Regions from separate parts of the Sus scrofa genome. Here region 2 is linked to region 1. A link is a contact called in public HiChIP or PLAC-seq data. All regions are on one chromosome and are shown on one strand. The core of a region is the stretch at or near the end of the contact, and the rest is flanking DNA. Distances in the headings are between cores, read along the strand shown.

Evidence for each region. HiChIP or PLAC-seq counts read pairs in DNA pulled down with a chosen protein or histone mark.
Region 2: an H3K27ac HiChIP or PLAC-seq map of skeletal muscle shows a contact between it and region 1, with 2.8 times the contacts expected there. The contact joins the promoter of INIP here to the promoter of HSDL2 in region 1. A contact is called at or near these places in 2 of 5 promoter capture datasets (fetal skeletal muscle and liver) and 1 of 2 datasets of contacts at active chromatin or transcription factors (skeletal muscle).

Annotation. Positions count from the first base shown.
Region 1 is chr1:253,120,678-253,125,910 of Sscrofa11.1, reverse strand. HSDL2 (hydroxysteroid dehydrogenase like 2) reads right to left here and starts at 1,439. Exons shown (of 11, transcript NM_001197021.2): 1 at 1,351-1,439. The coding sequence starts at 1,367.
Region 2 is chr1:253,390,605-253,395,786 of Sscrofa11.1, reverse strand. It overlaps INIP (INTS3 and NABP interacting protein), which reads left to right and starts at 1,936. Exons shown (of 5, transcript NM_001244886.1): 1 at 1,936-2,068; 2 at 3,110-3,190. The coding sequence starts at 3,166.

The DNA.
Region 1 (5,233 bases), core at 190-2,689:
ATTTTAAATCAACTATACTTCAAAAAAATATATTTTTAAGGAAAAAAAAAAAAAAAAAAGGCCTCTTTGCCTTTGGTCTAGTTGGACTGATTCCCAGTAGGATAAAGAACATGTTCATGCTCAAAGTCTCAGGCATTGGCAGAAAGAAAGGCAAAGGCAGCTTTCCTCTTAACCTGAAGACTGGATCTCAACTACTAAAACCCCTCCATCTCAAGAAAAAAAGTTTCCAAATTCATCAGTACCACTGGAGGATGACTAAAACTTAACCTACACTACAATTCTCCAAAATTCTCTGGTACCTCAAAATTCTGGTAAATGTGATGAAACTTTTATTTTTAAGACAGAAAAGCAATCACAAAAAGTTCATTTAAAAGTTCATTTAAAAAAATAAACATCAAAGAATAACCAGGAATATTCTGAAAAAAAAAATCCAAATGTGGCAGGATTTTCCAAGATCTAAAATATTTTATAAAACTAGAGCAGTTAATGTAGTTTGGTACTGGTAACATGAATACAGTCCAAAGTAACAGAATAAAAAAATGAATAAACAGTGAGTTTTCTAACTCACTTCCTATGCCAAAATATTATGCAAAACAGTACATCATTTCAGGAAAATAAAAATCTGAATGGAAAAAAAAATCATACAAAAATACTAGAATATTTACAAGTTAAAAAACAAAACAATTTAAGATGACAACAGCTTACAGCTTTGTCACAAAAACACAAAAGCCTTAAAAGAACAGATTGATTCCTGGTGGTGCAGTGGGTTTAAGATCCAGGTTGTCACTGCCATGGCCTGGGTCCCATCCCTGGCCTGGGAACTTCCACATGCCTTGGGCCTGGCCAAAAGAAAAAGTTCTCTCGAAAGATACCCATACTTTAAGATTAGTTTAATTTGTTAGTAAAGTCTCTGTGTAAACACCTCATCCTTTTATTCTTCCAGAACTGAGCGTTCGGAACAAGAGGAGAATCATTAGGTGTCCCTGTGACCTTTCACCTAGAACTCAAAGGCCTGCAGCAAGGCCGCTATTGCAAGACAGCTATTGCTAAGCCGAAGGTGGGACGCGCTCTTGGGGCGGCGGGGTACCTCGCTCAGAATTCTTTACCTGTGGAAGAGGTTTTAACATGGCTGTCATCCCGAAGTAGTCAACTTTGCGTTACTTTTCATGAGTTACCGCAGAGTCGAAGAATCCCGCGGCCAGCGTGGGGCAGCGTTCCAGACCGCGCCGGGCAGCTGCTTTAATCCTCCCACCGCGGGGGTCGGGCCACCCAAGCCATCTACTCCGGCTCCACCTAGCCCCGCACTCCGCCCGGCCTGGTCCCTTCCCCGTGGCGCTCGCATCCTCTTACCCGGTGTTGGGCAACATAACTTCCGCGGACCAGAGTCGGTGGCAACAACCGCCACAGGAAGGAATACTGCAAATAGAAGCTGACTTTCTGCTCCGCATTTAGCCCCGCTCCATCCCCGCCCCCTAGGGCCCCGCCCCAAGGCCTGCGGGAGAATTGAGTGCTCCAAAGAGCGGAAGGGGGCTGAGTGCGCCTGCGCACGCAGTTGTCCTCTTTGGCGCTAATTTCCAGCTCCCCCCGCCTGGCCCCTGGAAACCGGCTCTGTGCGCAAGCGCTCTGAGAGACAACTCTGCCCCACCCCGCGTGCGGGGCTCTACGGGGACAATCGGTGCCTACCCCGCGTCTGGAGTAGTGGTGCGTCAGCCGCTCAGTACGCCCTCCCCAGGGCTGTGAACGGTTTCTCGCCCCTGTGCTGAGTGCCTTTGCCGGCGGGATGACCCTTTGAGTCGTGCAGCAGGGACCTGGAGGGCTGAGGTGCAGCTTCTCAGCGGATTTTTGGCTCTCTCTCCACAATGGCACCTGGGCGCCTGCCCGGCTGCACGCGCGCCTTCAGAGGCACTTCTTAGGAATTGCTTTTCCTCGGCAGATAAGCACCTTCTCCCAGAAGCCGGCCAGCGTCGCAGTTCAACTCTGCCACCGAATTTGGACTAACGCCGGTAGGCCGATAGATAGATAAAGAAAGCCCTTGGAGAAGGGCAGCTTCTGGATCAGACCTCTATACACACTAATCGTGCCGAAGAACTCAGAGTTAACCTGGATTTTGCGACTCTTAGCCAGTATCTCGGTGAGGAAATTCCCAAATTCGGTGGGATAAAGTGAATTCTGGGAGCCAGTATTGCTTTTGGTATCCTTGGACATAGCTCAGCAACCCTAATGAACTAAAGACTGGCATAATATTTTTAGGGAGATGTGAAGAAATTCTGTTTTTGAAGAGGTAGAGCAGGATGACGAGGTTGTTTTATGAAGACTGGTTAAAGAAACTAGTCTGAAGCTAGGATATGTACTATCCCTTTTATTACAAGCCCTAAATATCTCTATTTGCTCATTTATGTATCTTGCCAGTCTCATAGGCATTTGAATTTGTCATGTATGATAAGGTCCTTAGAAACTCCGGAGGAATTTACTTACTCAAATATTAGCACCTACTGTGTGCTGGTCACTGGAGATACAGCAGGGCAAAAAAGGTAAGGCCTCGGCCTATGTAGGAGGAATGAGTAACCAATGTTTTTTAGACCTGTAAATATTAGGTGTTTTAGAAAGTGCATTGGTAGGGACTGTTAGATGAAAAAACCTTCCACTCCTTAAAGAAAATGAAGACCACCTACAGAATGGAAAATATATATATATACTTGCAAGCCATATATGTCTTATAAGGTCTAGTATCCAAAATGTATGAAGAATGCTTACAACGCAGCAACAAAAAGAGGAACAACCCCCAAGTTAAACATGAGCAGAGGACCTCAATAGACATTTCAACAAAGAAGATATACCAAAAGCCAGAAGTCACATGAAAAGATGCCCAACAGCATTAGTTACTAGGGAAATACAAATCCAAACCATGGTGAAATTTTACACCCACTAGGATAGCTAGAAAAGATGGAAAATACTAAGTATTGACCAACATGTAGTGAAATTGGGGCACTCATTCATTGCTAGTGGGAATGTAAAATGGCATGGCCACTTTGGAAAACAGTTTCGCAGGTGCCCCAAAAGTTAAACCTGGTTACCGTCCACTGGATATCTACCTAAAAAAAGAGAAGTTCCACTCATTGGAAGATATCCAAAATAAATGAAACATGTCGAGAATAACCACTAGATGGCACTGATATTTTAAAATTCAAAATCATGTAACACGAGAAAGGTTAATTTATTAACAATATTGTGAGAGCGAGATACCTATATGTGTTGTGTGTGTGTTTTGGATTAGGGCAAAAATAGCATGAGGTTCTTTATAGGATTCTCGTATAGGGGAATTAAGAGGAGGTATAAATTTTAAATTCCTTGAAAGAATACCTTTGTGAACTGGAGACTGGCACTTGGCATCTGCCTTTATGCAGATTGAATCATGAACCACTACAGCAGCTGTCCCTCAAGACCTGCTGAAAGGAGTTCAGGGTGGAGATCAGGAACAAGGCACTCGGTGCTCTGGGAAAACTGGCAGAACAGGTTAGACTGTTCAGGAGATTTTATGAGCCCAATTCTTGCATCTCCTGATTCTAGAAAAGCACTAAAATCCATCCTGGTGATGTCTGCTCCTCCTGACTAGCAGTAACCTTCACAAGACTGGCAGCGGTCTTCTGTAAAAATGTGTGTGCTTCATTCATTGCATGTCCCTTCCCCTTCACCAGAATCACATACATACTGACATTTCCCCCTGCCTCTCTGGATGTTTCAGAGCTATCTGAAATGCTGCCTCCTGGGCTATAGCCTTCATTTTGCCCCAAATAAAACTTAACTCTTAACTTTTAGGTTGTGCGTTTTTGTTTTCGTTTTTTTGGTTTTTTGGGGTTTTGTTTTGTTTTTTTGTCTTTTTGCCATTTCTTAGGCTGTTCCCGAGGCACATAGAGGTTCCCAGGCTAGGGGTCCAATCGGAGCTGTAGCCATCGGCCTACGCCAGAGCCACAGCAACTCGGGATCTAAGCTGCGTCTACAACCTACACCATAGCTCACGGCAACACTGGATCCTTAACCCACTGAGCAAGGCCAGGGATTGAACCTGCAACCTAATGGTTCTTAGTTGGATTTGTTAACCACTGAGCCACAACGGGAACTCCTCCAGTTGTGCAAATTTTTTAATACTTTGAATCATTAGAACAATGTGATAATCTCATTTATATTACTTTTAAGTTATAAAATAGTCAAACTTATCTTCACTTGTTTATGACTGCTAAAGTTTAATTCTATAAAAAAATAGTTTTCAAATACATAGGTTGAAAATGCCAACTTAAATTGAAATAGCAAAGGATATGACATTGAAAATAAGTGTAATCTTAAATTAGCAAATAAAGACTCTAACCCTGATCTTGCACAAGAATATCTTTTCTTTCTTTCTTTCTTTCTTTCTTTCTTTCTTTCTTTTTTTTTTTTTTTTGGTCTTTTTGTCTTTTTAGGGCTGCACCTGCAGCATATGGAGATTCCCAGGCTAGGGGTCCAACTGGAGCTGCAGCTGCCGGCCTACACCACAGCCACAGTAACACCAGATCCGAGCCGTGTTTGTGACCTATGACACAGCTCATGGCAACACCAGATCCATAACCCACTGAGCAAGGCCAGGGATCAAACCCAAGTCTTCATGGATGCCAGTCAGATTTGATAACTCCTGAGCCATGACCGAAACTCCTACATTTTCTGAGGGCTTTTATTGCAGTAACATTAAAGTTTGTTGACACAATCCACATAAGTAAATTTTTCATCCAGACCTAGTACACACACAGTTTTCTATTCTATTTTATTTGAATCTATCATATACTACTCTGTTTTTTTGGTTTGCTGGTTGTTTTTTGGCTACCCCACAGCAAGTGGAGTTCCTGGGCCAGGGATCAGAGCTGAGTTGCAGTTGTGACCTAAGATGCAGCTGCAGCAGTGCTGGATCCTTAAACCATTGTGCTGGACCAGGGATCAAACCTGCGTCCCAGTGCTCCCAAGACACTACCTAGTCTGTTGTGCCACAGTGGGAACTCCTACCCTGTTTTTTTAAGTTGATTATATATAACCTAAAAGTTATTTCAATGACTCATTAATGGATCATAACCTAACCATTTGGAAAACACCCATTTGTGTGTTGTAATTTGCCATTGTGATTTTTCAACTTGCCTTTTAAAATATTCTAGGCTTCTCTCTGGTTCAGAAGATTAAATGGGGAAATCCTTAGGGTTTTGAGGGTATT
Region 2 (5,182 bases), core at 687-3,186, 270 kb before region 1:
CAGGCTAGGGGTTGAATCAGAGCTGCAGCTGCCGACCTACACCACAGCCACAGCAACACAGGATCCGAGCCACATCTTCGACCTACATACCCCACAGCTCACAGTAATCTCAGATCCTTAACCCACTGAACAAGGCCAGGGATCAAGCCAGTGTCTTCATGGATACTAGTCAGGTTCATTTTTGCAGAGCCACAATGGGAACTCCAGCAATTGACTCACTATTAACCAATATATTAAGATACTTGTGAGACTGAAATGCAAAAAACACTCAAGAAGATGAAAGGGTTCAAGGACTGATAGTTACCAAATAAAGGAAAAAAATAATCAGCAGCAAGGTAAGCTTACCTTTCTCTCCCTCTCTCTCTCTCTTTGGCCTTGCCAGCAACATGCAGAAGTTCCTGGGCCAGGGGTCAAACCCATGCACCACAGCAGCAACTCAAACTAGAGCAGTGACAGTGCTAGATCCTTAACCCACTGCCCCACCAAGGAACTCCAATTTACCTTTCTCTTGATAATGTTTTCCGAATCCTGTGAGGCTGAATCTATTATGAAATTACAAAATGGTGTTCTGGGGGGTAGAACTCTTTTTTTCACCTTAAAGAAATTTGTTCAGAATGTCTGTTCTGAACTGTTCAATTCTTGGGACTTAGACTGGAGTTTTCTTATGCCCTAATTTCTGTATTGACAACATAAAAACAAAAAATTCTCTTAACGTTCTGTCAGCAACATATGTTCCAGTCATCATTTTAGCCAGTCCAGATCTCAAAAAGTTCTCTTAGCTGAAAAGGGGTCCCGGCCAACTACCAAAATGCTCATTTTACATCTAGATTAAAGAAGTCAGCAGACTACTGAGCTCTCGGATCTGGTCTCAGAGGAGTTCCTTCCTGCAGAGCAGAGACAATGTGTGAGATTTAAGAACCGGGGCTTTCCCATATGACAGACCTTTAGTCATTGAAATTCAGCTAGCTACTTGACATAAAGTAACTGAACATTTCTGAGTCTGATGTATAAGTAATAAAGAAAGAAATATATAAATAAATCACATATAAATATAGGAGTGAATGTAAGTCATACATAAATCAGGGAGTGACAGGACCAGAGCTGATGCCCAGGAAGCACCTAGCATGCACAGGCACTTAATAAATGCTTGGTAGTTCAAATTTCAGTCATGGATCCATGCACAACAAAATTGGGCACCATAAACATATTATTAAGCAAACATCAGTTATTAAGAACATATGCTCAAATTCTAGAAAAGATGGCGATGTTAAGATGGTTAACGACCCAGAACAGGTGACACACATCCACACGAGGTTACTATTCAATGCAGAGAAGTATATCTATTGTGCTGGAATCAGGCCGACAGGTGATCCCACTAGGAACGACTTCGTGTTCTGAGATGTGGCATACCCATTTCTTAAATACAGACTATTGCACAGTAGTAAAAGTTTCCACAAGTTTATTGCTTTTCTCATGTATAATTATGTAAACTACAAAAGAAAAATATGCCTGGGATTTGCGTATATAGACGCTCAACCTGAGAAGGTTGTTAAAGCTGGGAAGCGAGTCTAGCCTATGAAGACTTGCTCTCCGAATCCCAAGGGGAGCTAGGCCTTTAGTGCTGGGTGGCTTTTCGCCCCCGCCGCTCCCAGATGAATGGGCCGCTCGCGGTGCTAGGGACCCGGCGGTCTCTGCCCCGCCCCTGCCCAGCGGAGCCCGTAGGAGGCGTCCCTGCGCCCCGCCCCGCTCGGGCCCCGCCCCGGCCGGCCCCGCCCCCGCTGGTGCGGCCTGCGTGTTCCAAGAGCCTCTCCACCTGCCACTCTTGGAAGGGAAGTGGCGTCTGCAGGAGGCGGCAGTTAGAGTACGAATCGCAGTGAGCAGCGGCCCCCGGGTTCAGCCGGGAGGCGGAACTTCCGCTCCCTCCCCGGTAAGTCATCGAGAGGCGGAAGCGCAGCGGGGGCGGGAAGGTTGTAGAACGGCACGTTGAGCTCTGTTTGCGGTTCTTCAAGTCGCGTCCCCTTGGAGAACGCACCCCGACTGAGGCAGCCCGGGGCTCTCTCGCCTCCCGGTAAGTAGGACCATCTGGCGGCGCCGGGGGAGCAGAGCACGTGGCCCCGGCGCTGACCCGCTGCAGCCGTCCCTTGCCACCGGGCAGTGGCCTCCGCCAACCCTGCTCCCAGCATTTCTCACTCCCAGCGTTTCTCACTCCTTCTCCGCTCTTTGGTCTCTGCCGCAGCTCCTGCCCGGCCTGCCCTCCACCACGCCCCAGGGCACCCTTTTGAGACGCAGGTCCAGCCCGGTCCCATCTCTGCTTGACGAAGATGGCCCTCTTGTCCTTCCCGTTCAAATCAGGCTTCGCTCGCCCTGTGTTCCTTCGCCGCAGGAGACACTTAGTATTATTTCGTTCAAAACGAAAAAAATGTTTGCTAGCGCTTGGATTTTCCCAAAGACCCCTGAGGGCATCCTTCGCCAAGCCGGGAGAATCAGTGCCTCTGCGCTTGCAGAGCGCTGTTTACAAGAGCGCGTTTGTTAAACTTCGTTAGTATGGTTGTTTTCCCACCGAATTATATGTTTCTTGAGGGCAGGAATTAGGGTCTTGCTCTTTTGAGTTCTCTCCAAGGCCCGATACAAAAACACAAAGTTTGGAAACTCAACAGCCCAAAGTATTCTCACTAGCTTTGTGACCTTAGGCACGATTTCCCCATCTATAAAGTGGTGATAAATGAAATAACTGATTTCACTCATCTTACACAGTGTATGGTGCAGAATATGTACTCGATAAATATTCGACTCGTTTTATTTTTAGCTGTCAGTAGTTGCTAGGTACGGTTTTTTAAGTGGCTGGAGAGGCATCCTAGATGCGTGATTTTTCTTCCCATCTCTGTGATCATATTGATGCTCTCAATTAGTTAATACATTTGGTAGTATTTGACAAGCACAGCCTAATTATGTAATTAAAGACTAATGCTAAATGTTGGTGTCAACATCTGCAAGAATAAACATTTAACCTTCATGCTCTAATAACTTGAGGGGCTTGATTTAAGTCTGTGTGCCTTTCAGATGTATGCTTCCGAAGAGATGAAGATATGTGTGTACACATTTCTTATAGGTGATTGTAAAGTGCTGACCCATTGCCACTGAACATAGTTGAAACAGAATAGGAAGATGGCAGCAAACTCTTCAGGTCAAGGTAAATGCGTCCTGGAATTTATTCCTAGGAACTTTTTTCCCCGTGTAGTAAAGTATTTTGATAGAAAACTTAGCATGCTGAAGCCAGAATAAAAAATGAATAGCAAAGTAAAACCCCCATATTTGAAGCAAGTCCAACCAAGCAAGTCCAATATATAACATCCTTAATAGCTATAAATCTTACCTTTTAATCTGGTTAAGATCATTCACATTTTGTAAACCTAGGTCCTCCTCTGACATCTGTGTTTTCTTGCTCTTTTACTTGAGATCAGAACCCCCCCCCCCTCCATTTTTTTCCCCCTGTCTTTTTAGGGCTGCACCCAAGGCCTTTGGAAGTTCCCAGGCTGGGGGCTGAATCAGAGCTATAGCTGCCGACCTACGCCACAGCCACAGCAATGCTGGATCCTTAACCCACAGAACGAGCCCAGGGATGGAACATGCAGTCTCATAGATATTAGTTGGGTTCATTATTGCTGAGCTACAACGGGAACTCTCAGAACCCTTTTTCTTTTCTTTTTTTTTTTTTTGCTATTTTTTGGGCCGCCTCTGCGGCATGTGGAGGTTTCCCAGGCTAGGGGTCGAATCGGAGCTGTAGCCACCGGCCTACGCCAGAGCCACAGCAACAAGGGATCCGAGCCGAGTCTGCAACCTACACCACAGCTCACGGTAACGCCGGATCGGTAACCCACTGAGCAAGGGCAGGGACCGAACCCGCAACCTCATGGTTCCTAGTCGGATTCGTTAACCACTGCGCCACGATGGGAACTCCAGAACCCTTTTTCAAGAAGTTACCACTAGGCAATATCCATGCCTTCATCTTCATTTGCTCTAAAAACTTTCATACACATTTCATCTATGTTAAGAGCTCTCCAAAGTAAATCAAATTAGGAGTTCCCATCTGGTACAGCGGAAACAAATCTGACTGGGAACCATGAGGTTTTGGGTTCGATCCCTGGCCTCGCTCAGTGGGTTAAGGATCCAGAGTTGCTGTGAGCTGTGGTGTAGGTTGCAGACGTGGCTTGGATCTGGTGTGGCAGTGGTGTAGGCTGGCAGCTGTAGCTCCCATTAGACCCCTAGCCTGGGAACCTCCATATGCCACGGGTGCAGCCCTAAAAAGCAAAAAAATAAATAAATAAATAAAATAAGATTAGAAATATTCTAAATAAGACGTTTTTATTTAAAAACAGTTTTAAAAAGTAAAATTACATCTCTAGAAAGTATTAAATTCCACTTTGTAAGTTGTTTGCTGCTTAGAAACTTGAAGCAAACTTGTCTTTCCTTTTTGTATCAAGTCTAAACTCTTATTTGGGAATTCCCTTTTGGCCCAGGATTCAGAGAACGTTATCAAGGGAAAGGTAAATTGGAGTTTTTTGTGGTGCATTGGGTTAAGGATTGAGCATTGTCACTGCAGCGCTTGAGTCACTGCTATGGCACGGGTTCAATCCCTGACCCAGAAGCTTTTGTATTCTATAGGCACAGCCAAAAACAAACAAAAAAACTATTTGACCCATCGTGTTTTTAAATTAATCTTAGTTTTGTTTTATCTTAAGCTTCATATAAATGGAATCATAGTGTGTATTTGTATCCAGCTTCTCATACTCACTGTACTGTCTGTGAGAAGAATCCATGTTGTACTGTGTATCAGTAGGTCATTCTTGGAGTTACCTGGTGGCCCAGTGGGTTAAGGATCTGGAATTGTCACTGTTGTGGCATGGGTTCCATCCCTGGCCTGGGAACTTCTATATGCTGCAAGTGAAGCCAAAAAACCCCACAAACATAGCTTTTTATTGGAGACTAGTATTCCATTTTATGAATTTACCACAATTTACTTATTTATATCCTCCTTTTTGGAAGGTTTGGGGTTATATCAGTTTTGGCCATTGTGAATAAATGAATATTCATTTGTAAGTCTTTTTGCAGATATTTGCATAAATATCTAGGAATGGAGCAGCTGAGTTTATAGTTAACTTTGTGAAAAACTGCCAAATCTTTC